2 separate regions of the Athene noctua genome follow, and region 1 is linked to region 2. The links are chromatin contacts, called in public Hi-C maps. All regions are on one chromosome and are shown on one strand. Each heading gives the region's core, a stretch centred on a gene start, on an enhancer-like site or on the middle of the called end of the contact. The rest is flanking DNA. Distances are from core to core; before and after follow the strand shown. Region 1 holds the start of CWC15 (CWC15 spliceosome associated protein homolog). Region 2 holds the start of CEP57 (centrosomal protein 57).

What was found. A called contact is a pair of places that touch in the nucleus more often than the background predicts.
Region 1: a contact with region 2 is called in a Hi-C map of heart, with 3 times the contacts expected there. The contact joins the promoter of CWC15 here to the promoter of CEP57 in region 2. A contact is called at or near these places in 2 of 2 Hi-C or Micro-C datasets (heart and liver).

What each region holds. Positions count from the first base shown.
Region 1 is chr1:253,050,439-253,056,015 of bAthNoc1.hap1.1, reverse strand. It overlaps CWC15 (CWC15 spliceosome associated protein homolog), which reads right to left and starts at 3,088. Exons shown (of 7, transcript XM_074917026.1): 1 at 2,999-3,088; 2 at 497-635. The coding sequence starts at 627.
Region 2 is chr1:252,814,271-252,820,540 of bAthNoc1.hap1.1, reverse strand. It overlaps CEP57 (centrosomal protein 57), which reads left to right and starts at 3,989. Exons shown (of 10, transcript XM_074916890.1): 1 at 3,989-4,087. The coding sequence starts at 4,058. FAM76B (family with sequence similarity 76 member B) reads right to left here and starts at 3,288. Exons shown (of 10, transcript XM_074916944.1): 1 at 3,086-3,288; 2 at 2,747-2,811; 3 at 2,345-2,399; 4 at 809-964. The coding sequence starts at 3,190.

The sequences.
Region 1 (5,577 bases), core at 1,839-4,338, 240 kb before region 2:
CTACTGTCTGAGTACTATTCCACGATTTCCCTGCCTCCTCTTAATACCCTTCCCAAGTGGTCCTTTACCAAATGCATGATGTGGTTTTCCTACTTTTAAGACACACTCGACTTCGCTCCTCTTAGCCCATCTTGCTCTGCAGGAGACAGCACCCTCCATGGCTCAGTCCCAATGACAACTTTCCAATCCACTGCCTGAAATGCTCAGTCTCCGAAGCTCACCTTCTTCTGATGATTCACTTCCACAAGCAGTAATAAAATACCACTGAAGTTAAACCTCTCCAATTATTTTCAATACATTTGATCTCCTAGGTCTGCTTTAGAGACTTACACTTTCACCTTGCTTATTCACCACTGCTGCACAATCCCTGATCTCTGCTCAGTATCAAGCACATCAATATCTATTGAGAAAATTTCAAAGTACCGCTCATAACAAACAAACAAAAAAAATCATTCCCAGCCTGTTTTGCTGCAAGACCAAAAAACCCAATACTAACCTGTATTTGATTTTAGTATGAGAAGGAAGGTCTCTGCTGGAATATTGTTTGGATAACTGACTTAAGTCTCCTTCACCTTTTCCTCTTCCTCCTCTTGCAGGTTCAAATGTTGGCCTCGCTGCTGTCGTCATTTTAAATACTACAGAATCAAGGGATAAAAACCAGATGTTACTACAACTTACAGTGAAAGACATTCACCAGAAGCTACTTTGTTCCTGGAACTGTAGGAGCAATGGCAAACCCCACTACAGAATACCAGCTATCACTTGGCTCATGATCCTCAAAGTTTGAGAAGCTTTTTATTGACAGACTTGGCAGAATATATTGAGATTTTCAAAATAAAGTCTTTTCTAACATGCTTGAAAGATGACTCTATCTATCAGACTATCAAGAATATGAAACTATGTTTGTAAAGTAAGTAAAACTGGCCAGGAGCTGTTCTCCTATGCTTAAGACAAGCGACAATCTTGCAACTAAACTCTTTCCCCTCCTGAAAAACAACAGCCAAAAAATGACGGCTTCCTACTGGGAATGACCCCTCCATTATTCCCCAAACCGTATCTAGGTATCATCACCAGGAATGCTGGCTGACACAGACCACAGCATGTCTAGGGTGGTGTTGGTAAATAAATACTGATGAGGATCACGAAACTTGAATTCTTGAGCCCTTGTCGTGGCCCTGTTCAGTTCTCTAGTACTGGCACAGCACTGTCATTAATACTGCAGCACAGCCCTTTGGGAGTGATCTGCAAGAGCACCAGCTGGCCAGCAAATCCTTTGGAAGGGGCTAGGGTTAATGTTTCCCTGGTAGCACAAGGCCACAGATTTACCCTTATGTAAATGAAGGGCAATTAAAAAAGCTTGGACAAATGAAGACATGTTCACCAATTCTCACTCAGAAACTGAAGTAACTCACGCACTGCCAGCATGTCCTAAAAAACGAACTAGCTGATGCCCCAAATCACCACTATCAGTTCTTCTGTTAGAAAGGAGTGAAACAGACTCCAACTAGCCTCAGCCAGGCAGACACCCTGTCAGCATGCACTGCGTTCAGTGCTGCTGGACAGGAGCTGGATCCCCTACAATCTCAAACCACTGTGCCAAGAGACAGTTAAACAACGCAAAAAATCCCTGCACAACCAACCAGCACCACCTTAAAACTGTTATATGAAACGATGCTCATTCCTGCTTCACCAAGACATGCACATTCATTAACCAGAGACTAAAGATACATAAGGCACAAGAGAGATACAGCTGCAGAGATACATAAAGACACCAGTTCTACCAACCAGAAGGTTGGACATTAAAGGATGACATGAAAACATAAAGAATATTAAAAAGCAAAGAAAAAAACATATTGCTTCATATGCTTTTGTGATACACAAATATAAGTTATTTATGCTCTGCCTGCATTTGTTATTTATTAATATTAGGAATTATTTAAATGAGATCACAAAACACAGTAGCATTAAAATTATAAAATAATTTGTCAAAGTAACATCCCATAGGGCAGGACAAAGTTACTGCCACTGAACTACTACTCAGAAAACAAAATTAACAGACAGAAACACCTTTAAAAAGAAGGGAGAGAGTAACTAGCCTTGAGTCATTAACCAAGGATTGCTGACGCTTTTCACTGATGCTGTGCAAGTCAGCTGGAGCTCAGCAAGGCATTTCAGCTCTGCCTTGGCACAGACTATGCCAGACCCATGAGAAAGCCACCTGCTCTCAGAACCTGTCTGTGCTAATTATATGGAATGGAGAGAGGGATTCATAAATTCACATGAAGAACCAGATACAATGTGGCTTCATAGTTTCATGAAGCAGTAACAAACCCCCTGGAAACTGTCCCTGCTTATTTTAAATCCGTTTGTATTCGTCTTGGCCTTAAAAGGACCCGAGCTCAATCTGAAACCACTCAGAGACTGTCACACTAACCTCTCAGGTTTTGGAAATACAGCCCTAGAGAAGCCTCTTCAGCGGTACACGAAGACAGGACCGGCCAAACAGGGCTTACTAGCCACGAGAAAATCACCGGGCTCGGCCTGGAGCTGAAACGCCTTAGCCACGCAGGGCTGCGCTACCGTCGGCCCCTCCTGACCGCCTTCACACCGGCCCCGGGCACAGCCCGCCCCAGCACTCACCCCGCGGAAACCCAGACCCGGGGCAGGAGCGGGGCTGGAGCACCGCGCGGCTCCCGCCTCCAACCACCGGGCCCCGCCACACCGCCCGGCACCCGGAGCTCCGCCGCCAGGCCCGCCGGCCACCCCTTCACCCCCCAACCCCACCGCCCTCCGCTGTTCTCCACAGAAACGCTCCTCCTCGCCCGCCTCAGCTGCTCCCAGGGCCCATTTCGTGGTCCGGCCGTAGCCCGTCCCTTCACAGGGACACGGCACCCCCCCGTACCCCAGGGCCGCCCCTTTACCCCCTCAGGACCCCACCGGATCCTTCCCAACACTCCCTCCCCGGCCAGGCTCGCTTGCCGCCTGCGCGGTTACTTACACCGCCACCTCCTTCCACTGCGCAATCAGGCCCTACCCACCACCATAATTCCGCCAAGCGCCCATAAGGCACCGCGCGGGAACCATAGACACAACGCGGCGGAAGCCGCCGCCGGGGAGGATCTACCATAGAGAGGGCTGGCAGGATTGTCACGTGAGGGAGCGGAGCGCGTCCGCCATGGCGCTACCGAGGCGGCAGTGGGCGCTGCGACGGCGTTGCTGCCTGCATAGCAGTGGCGGCCTCCTCCTACCAACCTTCTACTCCTCCTCTGACCGGGATCGGGCGAGTCCAGCTCGGAACAGGGACCCTGGAGTGCTTGTCCTAGGGGCTCAGGGTTGCCCTAGAAGAGGGCCTTGCCCCGAGGTGCTCCCAGGCCGTGTCCCTGCACTGGTCCTGCCCAGGCAAAGCCTGCCCTTGGCAGACTCTGGGCTCTCACTGGTGCGGGGGACCAGGCAGGCCCTGGGGAAAGACCAGGGGACAGTTAGGCAGAGAGTGAGGGCCTACTGAAGCCTCAGTGTAACCTACTGGTGTGAGCCACTGTCCAGTCTCCTCTCACAAATGAGCTCATGCATAGACCCATGAGTTGTGCATCTCAGAGGAGTCTGCCCAGAGGCTGCTTGCTTGATGTAGGAGGCTTGGAAAAGGGTGGTGTATTAGTAATGTGAAACAGGACTTCATGGCTTCACAGTGCTTGCCCTGGGTATCAGTGGGGGGAGGGACAAGGGAACAGCCGTGGAAGAGGGAAGGGGTTAAACACACAAGGTTGGGATCCTTGTAGGGGTAATGGGATTGGATAAAAACTCAGAGGAAGAGTGAATGCCTTAGTTATTCTTTTTGCTCAGAGTTGTGTCTTAGCAACATCAGTCTAAGCCCGACTGTTAGTCATCAAGTCCCCCGTGCCCGTCTCCACCTCCACAGCCCACACTCACGCCCTTACAAAGAGCTCCTTTACATGTATATTCATTACTGTCTCTGCAAAGAAGCCAAAGCATGAATGAGTATTACTCGGGGATTAAATCTTCCCTCTTAAAATGCTGTTCTTTCCATGTGTTTTATGTTACTTTTAGACGCATCTTATTTCCAAACTTCTGCGAATCTACACGAAAGCATGTGAAGTGAAAGGTTCTTTGATGTACCTAGAAATCAGCACGGAAACATTTTCCTGAGTACTCTTCACTCAATGTGCAATTTAGAAGAGAGTCCACAAGAGGTCCCCAAAGATATTGTTATCCACAGAGCTACAGCAACACTGTAAATGACACCGTTCGTGTCAGCGAGCCATCAGAGCCACTTGGAAGTGGGCCCTTGGTACAAAGAAACCAGTTATTTTAGGCAACTTGTCATAAATGTTAAGCTTCATTCAGAGGTGAAGTAAATAATAATCACTGTGTCATTTCCCAAGAGCTACACCTATCAGTAACCAAGTATCCACCATTGCATTTTCTTATCTGCAAGCCTCAGTCCACACCCTGTGAAATAGGTTTATGATTTCTTTCACTACAGGCAGTTTAGACTCAAGATCAAACCTCGTAAAGGAGTCGGGCTTCCCAGCTGGGCGGTCAGGAATTCAGTATTGTCAGGCTACAGATCACAGCAGCCTGAAATCAGTGCATCATCCTATGATGGTGTGTATTATTCATAGATTATAAATCTGTGGACTTTAAATAGGGAGACTGTTATGCTAATTTGACTGTCTTTGTGCAGCAGAATGTTGTATTTTGCTCAGTAACATGTCCTGAGGGAAGTGTCTGCTGTTCAGTTTTAATGTCCATCTGGCAAAAGGTATCAAAGTCCTGATTAAAGAACTCAAAACTGAAGAGACTTCTGCTGTTGGGTAAGAGTAAATGGCAAATGTTCTCTGTGTGGAGGATTACTTGAAGATGAGAGCTAAAAAACTAGAAAAGTTCCTGCTCTGAACAGATACAGGTACTTTGAATAATAAAGGACTGGCTTAGTGTCTTTGGCCAAAATTGTTCCCCACAACCCCAAGGTGCTTCCCTTCCCCCAACTCGTGTGTATCAATGTAGAGTACAAATAGCTACAGACATTTTTTATGGTCAGAGATTTAGTTTCCTCAGAAGGGAATGCCTTCTGGACATTAAAGAAGGATATTGGTGGAGCGGAGGTGCCTACATCCAGACTCCTGAAAACCCCTACCTGGTCTTGTTGCAAAGGCACCTAACCTTCACAGGTGTACAACATTTGGTTTTAAAGATGCCTAAACATACAGAGTTTTGCCCAATCTTGAACTTGTTTGGACTTAGTTTAGGTCTAAGAAGTTTAGCATCATGCTCTCACCAGGACCTAATAGATACATCCCCCAGCTCAAGTGTTCAGAGAACTTTCATCCTGTAACTGTTCTCAGAGCATGTCCAGCCCTCATGACATTACGAGCAGCCTCTTGGTCCCTCTGGGGCACAGTCTTTCCCAAGCAGCACTGACCCTGCATGTGGAGAATTGTTGCCCTGTCAGTCAGACAGCTCTATACTGATTTGATTTTAGGGGTGCTCTCCCTGTGTTTTTGAAGATGACTAGGTGCATATAAGGGAAGGAATTAAAGACTCATTGAGAAAGAGAGC
Region 2 (6,270 bases), core at 2,740-5,239:
TTGGGAAAAATCCAGACATCTCTTTGGTAAGAAGCAGCACTACCATATCCATGTTATCCTTTAGTGAAGTGAGTATTATTCCATTTCTTTTTGTCATTTAAAGTTATGCCAGAGAGTAGTCTTATCAAATGTTGGACTTGCTCTATATCACAGAAGTGACAAAAACTTTTTAAAAGGACAAATCATTTTTAGTTTTAGATACCACATACCCTCTCTTAACTCATCATATTCCAGACAGAATCAAGATGTCCAACCAATGTGTTACATGTAGCAAGTAAACTCTTCTATGAAACCAGCATTACTCTTGCGTTCAGGCAAGAGACTTTTGAGGTCATTTCCTCAGCACCTTCTGGAATGAGAAATGGCACTCACCAAAGCTAATTAAGGAAACAGAACACAGAGGGCTGCTCAGAGCAGTCTACCTCTCTGATGCTGTACTTTGAGGCAAAGTAGGCAAATCAGAAGAGGTAAAGTGACAGATTCAAGTTCTGGAGATATGCATGAGCCACCAGATAGAAAAATTTAAAAAATCCAAAAAAACAAAGCACCAGGAACTGTTCAGCTGCTTAACCTCTGTTCCCCAGCTAGAACTGTCAGCTTACGCTTAAGTTTATTTTTAAAAAGAGTGATTTAACTTAAAGTTAATCCAGTAGCTAACATAACAATTGCAAGTTGGGAAGGTTAAATCAAATATTGTAAAGCACAGCAACTTTAACCTAGTATTAGTGAACTTAAGACAGATTCCTGTTAACCTTTCTCTTATGAAGGAGGAACACTGTCCGTTCCACAGCTGTGGAACAAAGCCTACCTTCCTTCTTCCCTCCTCTTTTCGATCAAAAGCACACTGCTGTTTGCACTGTTCACATGTCTGAGGTGGGCCGTACTTCTTCTCTGAGTTGGTGCAACGCTGACATTTTGTGCCAATAAATGCTGCAATAATGTTACAATACTGACAAGGCTTGGGCTGAAAAACAGGTAAGTTTAACTGAAGTTAATACATTTACAGTTTCTGTAATGAACACAGGTATTTAAAAATCACACGATGCTTTTAAACTACTAGGGCTTCATATATCCTATCTTAAAGAACCTTTTTCCTACCACTGCTATTGGCTTTCCATGAAAACCCATAATTCAATGAAAAAAAAACAGACAATGTGATTGCTCACCTCTATACCTACCTCTTATTTTTTAAAAATATGAAGACTTTTCCTTATTTTACTACATGACTAAAGAAATTACTTAAAAATTTAAGAAAGAGTAATCAAGTAATTTTTTTAGATTGAAAGTTTCTGAAAACATCCCTGTCACTTGTCCTACTCAGAGATTTGATAACCCTACAGATCCAAGATTTGTAACCTGCATTTCTGCAGGACACTTAGGAAAAAACAAAACAAAACAAAAAACAAAACAAGCCACAAACTTCAGATACCATCAGGTCAGATTATCAACTTCTATATCATACACTCAACTAGAATAATATGCTGCTGGAAAATAAAATTGCTGCCAGTTTTCATAGGTTAGAAATGTTTGATTATCTTCAATGCAGTTCCATTTTTTGATGAACTACTGATAAAAACCATTGTTGATCTACCTTGCACTTCATTTTGCTACATTTTAAGCTTTTCAAAGAATGTATTTTGTTCAGTTTACATTTACATTCATGAAACACATGACTATACACGGACAGCTGCTACATTTCTCAAATAAGCTGAATTTCATCTAATGTGGTTTATGTCAAGCATATAGACATTATACGCTTTTGTTTTACAAGATTATACCTGCTTTAAACTAGTATCTGTGGGGTGTTCAAGTACTATGTGTATATTCATATATTAAAGATTTTCCTAACAGGACTGAATCTGAAATTCAAGATGAGAAGATGCAAAGTAACATGAATACAGCTAATACTCAAAATCTTTTCTGCTTAATAGCTTAACACGATTAACATGCATTTAAAATTTTTAAGACTTCCGTAATAGAAAGTATATGGTATTACTAGATTTTCACATTTACCACTCATTAAAAACCAGAGACAGCTAACAGTCTTTCTGCCGTCAAGTGTCTGTTTATGAGAATATGCAAGGAATAACGTTACAGGCACAAAGTGTATAGCTATAGTGCAGTTATTTGTAACTGCTAAGCTACAACATAAACATGATAAATTTCAATTTGAAAAACAAAACGTTAAGCCATAAAGGAAACCAAGAGCAGCCAGTATTTTTCATCACCTTTCCGAAAGGTAATGTTTTTTCCCCCAAAAGAAAGTAAGATTAGTTGCCAGAGAACTTTTTTCTAATTTAAAACGTGAATGAACTTCAACGTTTAGAACTAAGAGCCTACTCACCGTTCCAAACTGCTTCACGTTTTGGGCACATTTCTTGCATATCGTATTAGTTTTGCTAAAGATAAAATTGCATAATGTTGAATTCAGCGACAAACACACACCTTGAAATTCTTTGCCATGCAATTACTGGAAAACACACATGCAAACACACGCTGTGGTAAGCAGTTAACGATAAGCCAACAAATCTAACATCGTACTGCGTTTATGCGACACACTCGTGTCGCCAGAGCAGGCAGGTTATTTTACTGCGGTTCTGCCCTCTTTAGTATCTCCAGCGGTGTGAGTTTCTGCCGTTACAAACGGTTACGCCCGTGGAACAGCCGTCCCTTCTGCAGGTCCACCGACCGCCTGCGGCAGGACTTCAGCAGGTCACGCACAGGGCGAGGCGGGACCCTCCCCTACCTCTCCTGCTGAAACTCCGACCGGCAGTAAGTGCATTTCACGATGGGGTGGGCGATCCGACACTCCTGGGGAGAGAAGAGCGGCGTTACTGCCCTTTGCCGAAACCCTCACACCGGCCTCACCCGGCGCTCCGCGGCCGGTCCCCCGCCGGGCGCTGCCTGAGGGGCGTCCCGCCGGGCCGGCGGCTGCCTCCCCGCGCCACGGCCGCCACCACCACCCTCCTCCTCCTCCTCCTGCTGCTGCTGCTGCTCCCCCCGGCCGGGAAGCCGGAGCTGCGAGAGCCCCGGCGAGGGGGGGCCCGTCCCGGTGAGCGCTGCCCCACGCCTCAGCCCCCCGCACCTTGCAGAGCTGCTGGCCCTGGGAAAGCTCCTCGAAGGGGTAGCGCTGGTTGCACTTGGTGCAGGCATAAAGAGCCGGGGCGGCCGCCGCGGCCGCCGCCGCCATCCGCGCCGCGGCCGGCGGGGCGGACACGGGCGGGCCGAGGGAGGGGAAGAGGGAGGTGCCGGGGCGAGGACCGGAGCGGCCGCCTGGGCCGCCGAGGAGCCGCCGCCGCCGCGCCCCCCCCCCTCCCGCCGCCGCCGCGCCTGGGGAGCGCGCCCCACCGCCGCCCTAGGCCCCGCGCAGAGCCCGCGCCGCCGAGCCGCGTCCCCCTTGTGTCGGTGTCGGCATCGGCGTCACCCCGCGCCCCCCGCCCTTCCCTCCGCCCCGGGCTCGGGCTCCGGCGGCAGCCAATCACCGCCTCGCGCCAAACCTGCCTTCAAAACTCGCCGCCCAATCGCCGCCCCCGCCGCCCCCGCCGCCGCCAATCCCGCCGCGGGCGCCCTGCCCTGCTCTGGGCGATGATTGGGCGGCCTCGCGGGCGCGGCGCTGATTGGTCCGCCCTGGGCGACTTCTGCTTTTCGATTGGCTCAAGTGCGGGGGCTCACTTTGACAAAGACCATCCTCTTCCGCCGCTCGCTCTCCGCGCGTGCGCAGCAGGCGCCGTGTGCCGCACAAGAATCCCGCGGCCGCTCGCTCCTCCCGCACGCCTCCTCTCCGCTCAGGCGATTGGTCGACCTCCTCAGTTGACATCCCATTTGATTGGCTGCGAAGGGCTTTTCTTATTTTATTGGGTAGCTCACATGTCACTCAAACCTGAGTCTATGATAGGCTGTCGTGCCCCTTCGGGGTGGGGCTTAGTTCTGCTTCTCTCTTTCCATTGGCAAGCTGGGTGTCAGTCAAGCGGGACTCGATCGGCGCGAAGGACGCCACCGCCCCACGGGTGTCGCGCCTTAAAGGGACCGGTACCAGCGCGGGGCTCCCCCGGCGGACATGGCGGCGGCGCGCGGTCACCAGCGCACGGTGAGGCTCGGTGGCCGCCCCTGAGGGGTGGAGGCGCTCGGGGGGAGCTTGCCCGGGCCCCGCAGTGCTGGGGCTGCCCCAGGGGTCAGGGCCCGTTGGGCCTCCTTTGGCGTGAGGCGCTGCGCCGGCGGTCCCGGCGGCCGGGAAGGGAGAGGTGGGCCCGGGGCCTCCGTCTGTTGGCGGCCGCGCGGGAGCCGCGGCGAGGAGGAGCGCGGCCGATGCGGCCGCCGGGGGCTTGGGCTGGAGCGGGGCCGCGGGGGGCCCGGGGGCAGCGGGCGGGCAGTGCGGGGTGGGCGGCTTGTCCTCCCCCGACGTGCCGGCAGCAGCGTGGACGGGGGAAGGTGTCTTGTCTTTTAAATGCAACGTACGTGTATTCGAACCATCCTGTAGGCACAGATATGTTATGAAAGTGGCAGAAAAGGATAAAGGTATCCCGCTATTTAAGTCAGCCATCTTACTGTCCCCGTGCTAGTGTCTGGAGAGCATATTTGTAAGCGAATGGGAATAAAATGTAATTCCGTTTGTTTTCAGAAAAAACGTGGGGTCATGACTTTGAAAGCGCCTATTCCAAAGACGGGCGAGGCGCAATTAAGCCGTGTAATTGTGCAATTACGGGTCAGCTACGCTATTACACCAAGCCGTTGCCTCCCATTGGAGAGCTGGTAATAGATTTAGTCTCTGGTTGTTTCTGTTTGTAAGATGAAATTGTTACCTTAAGCTGACTTTTAACTTCAGTGTGTACCTGTATCCTTAGGCGTGAGTGTGACCACCTGGCAGATATGGAGGTAAGACGTAGGTGGTTGCACACAGGGGACCAGAATTTCCTCATTCGCGTCCCTCTCAAGGTGCTGAACGTAGAGAATTCACAGGACCCGTGTCTCTGCTGCTGACTGGTGACATGAAGAAGCGGAGGCTTGGCTGGCGTAAGCACAGCGGGCAGAGCTGACCTGGGTGGATGGCAGCTGCCTGCCAGGTCTTCACCTGAAACAGAAGCTTCCAGTTGGGTTTCTTGTATGACATTTTGGCTTGATGCTTGTAGCTCTCTAAAGTCGGGTGACTTTGAGGTTGGGTTTTTTTGTGAGTAGCTGGGTCTTCTGCATGCTTTGGAGGAATAGAGATGTGAAAAATAGGCAGCATGATGGTGTGCAAGATGTATCTTGTTGAGGATTCATGGTTTGGGGTCTCAGTAGCTTCATGGTGAGCACCCAGTTCTGCATTCTCTGTTGAGTGTCTCTTCTACAGTGTGGTCCCACACTTATGCCTGCACCAGCAAGAGTGGTGACAGAGTAATTTGAGGACTTATATACTTCCTGACTGGTGGGGTTTTTTAGCATGCATAAAGAAGGATCTCAGAAAACTAGTTTTAAGTAGATGAATGTAGGCTGTTTAATTTAGTTAGTAAAACAAAACTTGTAGGAAAAAAAGTTGCCCGCTTAAGACTTTTTGTTTGTGTTGAAAAAAGGAAAAAAGCAAACTTCATATTTTCTGAACTTTGAAAATAGTTGCTTTTAACATGCCTGGCACACTACAGTAGAAACTTAACCAAAAAAGACTGTATTGTGCCAACGTTATTTTTTTTTTCACTATTTCATGTAGTGGCTTGGCTAAGCTAGCTTTTTGATATCTGCTTTTAACTAGAAATGTTATTTAAATTTAGAGCACTCCTGACACAGTATCAGGGAGGCACAGATAGCACTTAAGCTTAATCTCTGGGTGATAGGGGCTGTTCTCCTTCCCTGCTCTCCGAGTAATGGTACTGAGGGATGAGGGCAGGCTGCTAACTGAGGTTGTCCTTCCAAAATGGCTATTCTGAAAGTTTCAGTAACTGGGTACTTGGATGTTTTATGCTCAGTGAACTTAATACCTTCTCATTCTGTTTTTTTTTTTCCCCAGTCTCTAGATAAAAAAAAAAAAGGCTGAAATATGGGAAAATTAAGATGAGCATTAGGACTACTGGCTGTCATTTAAACCATTACGAAGCTTAATTTTTTTTTCTCTTATTATTTCTTTTTCTGTTCTGAGCACCCATATAAGAACTTGCAATGCACCCACTCTGATTTAGTCCCTTTTCCCAGTGCCAAAGGGCTAGTACCAAAGATGCTGACTTGGTGACTTCATGGGGTTTTTTTCTGCAGTTAGTGCCTGAGAGATTTTCTTCATTTTTCTGCCTTTTTGGTTCTACA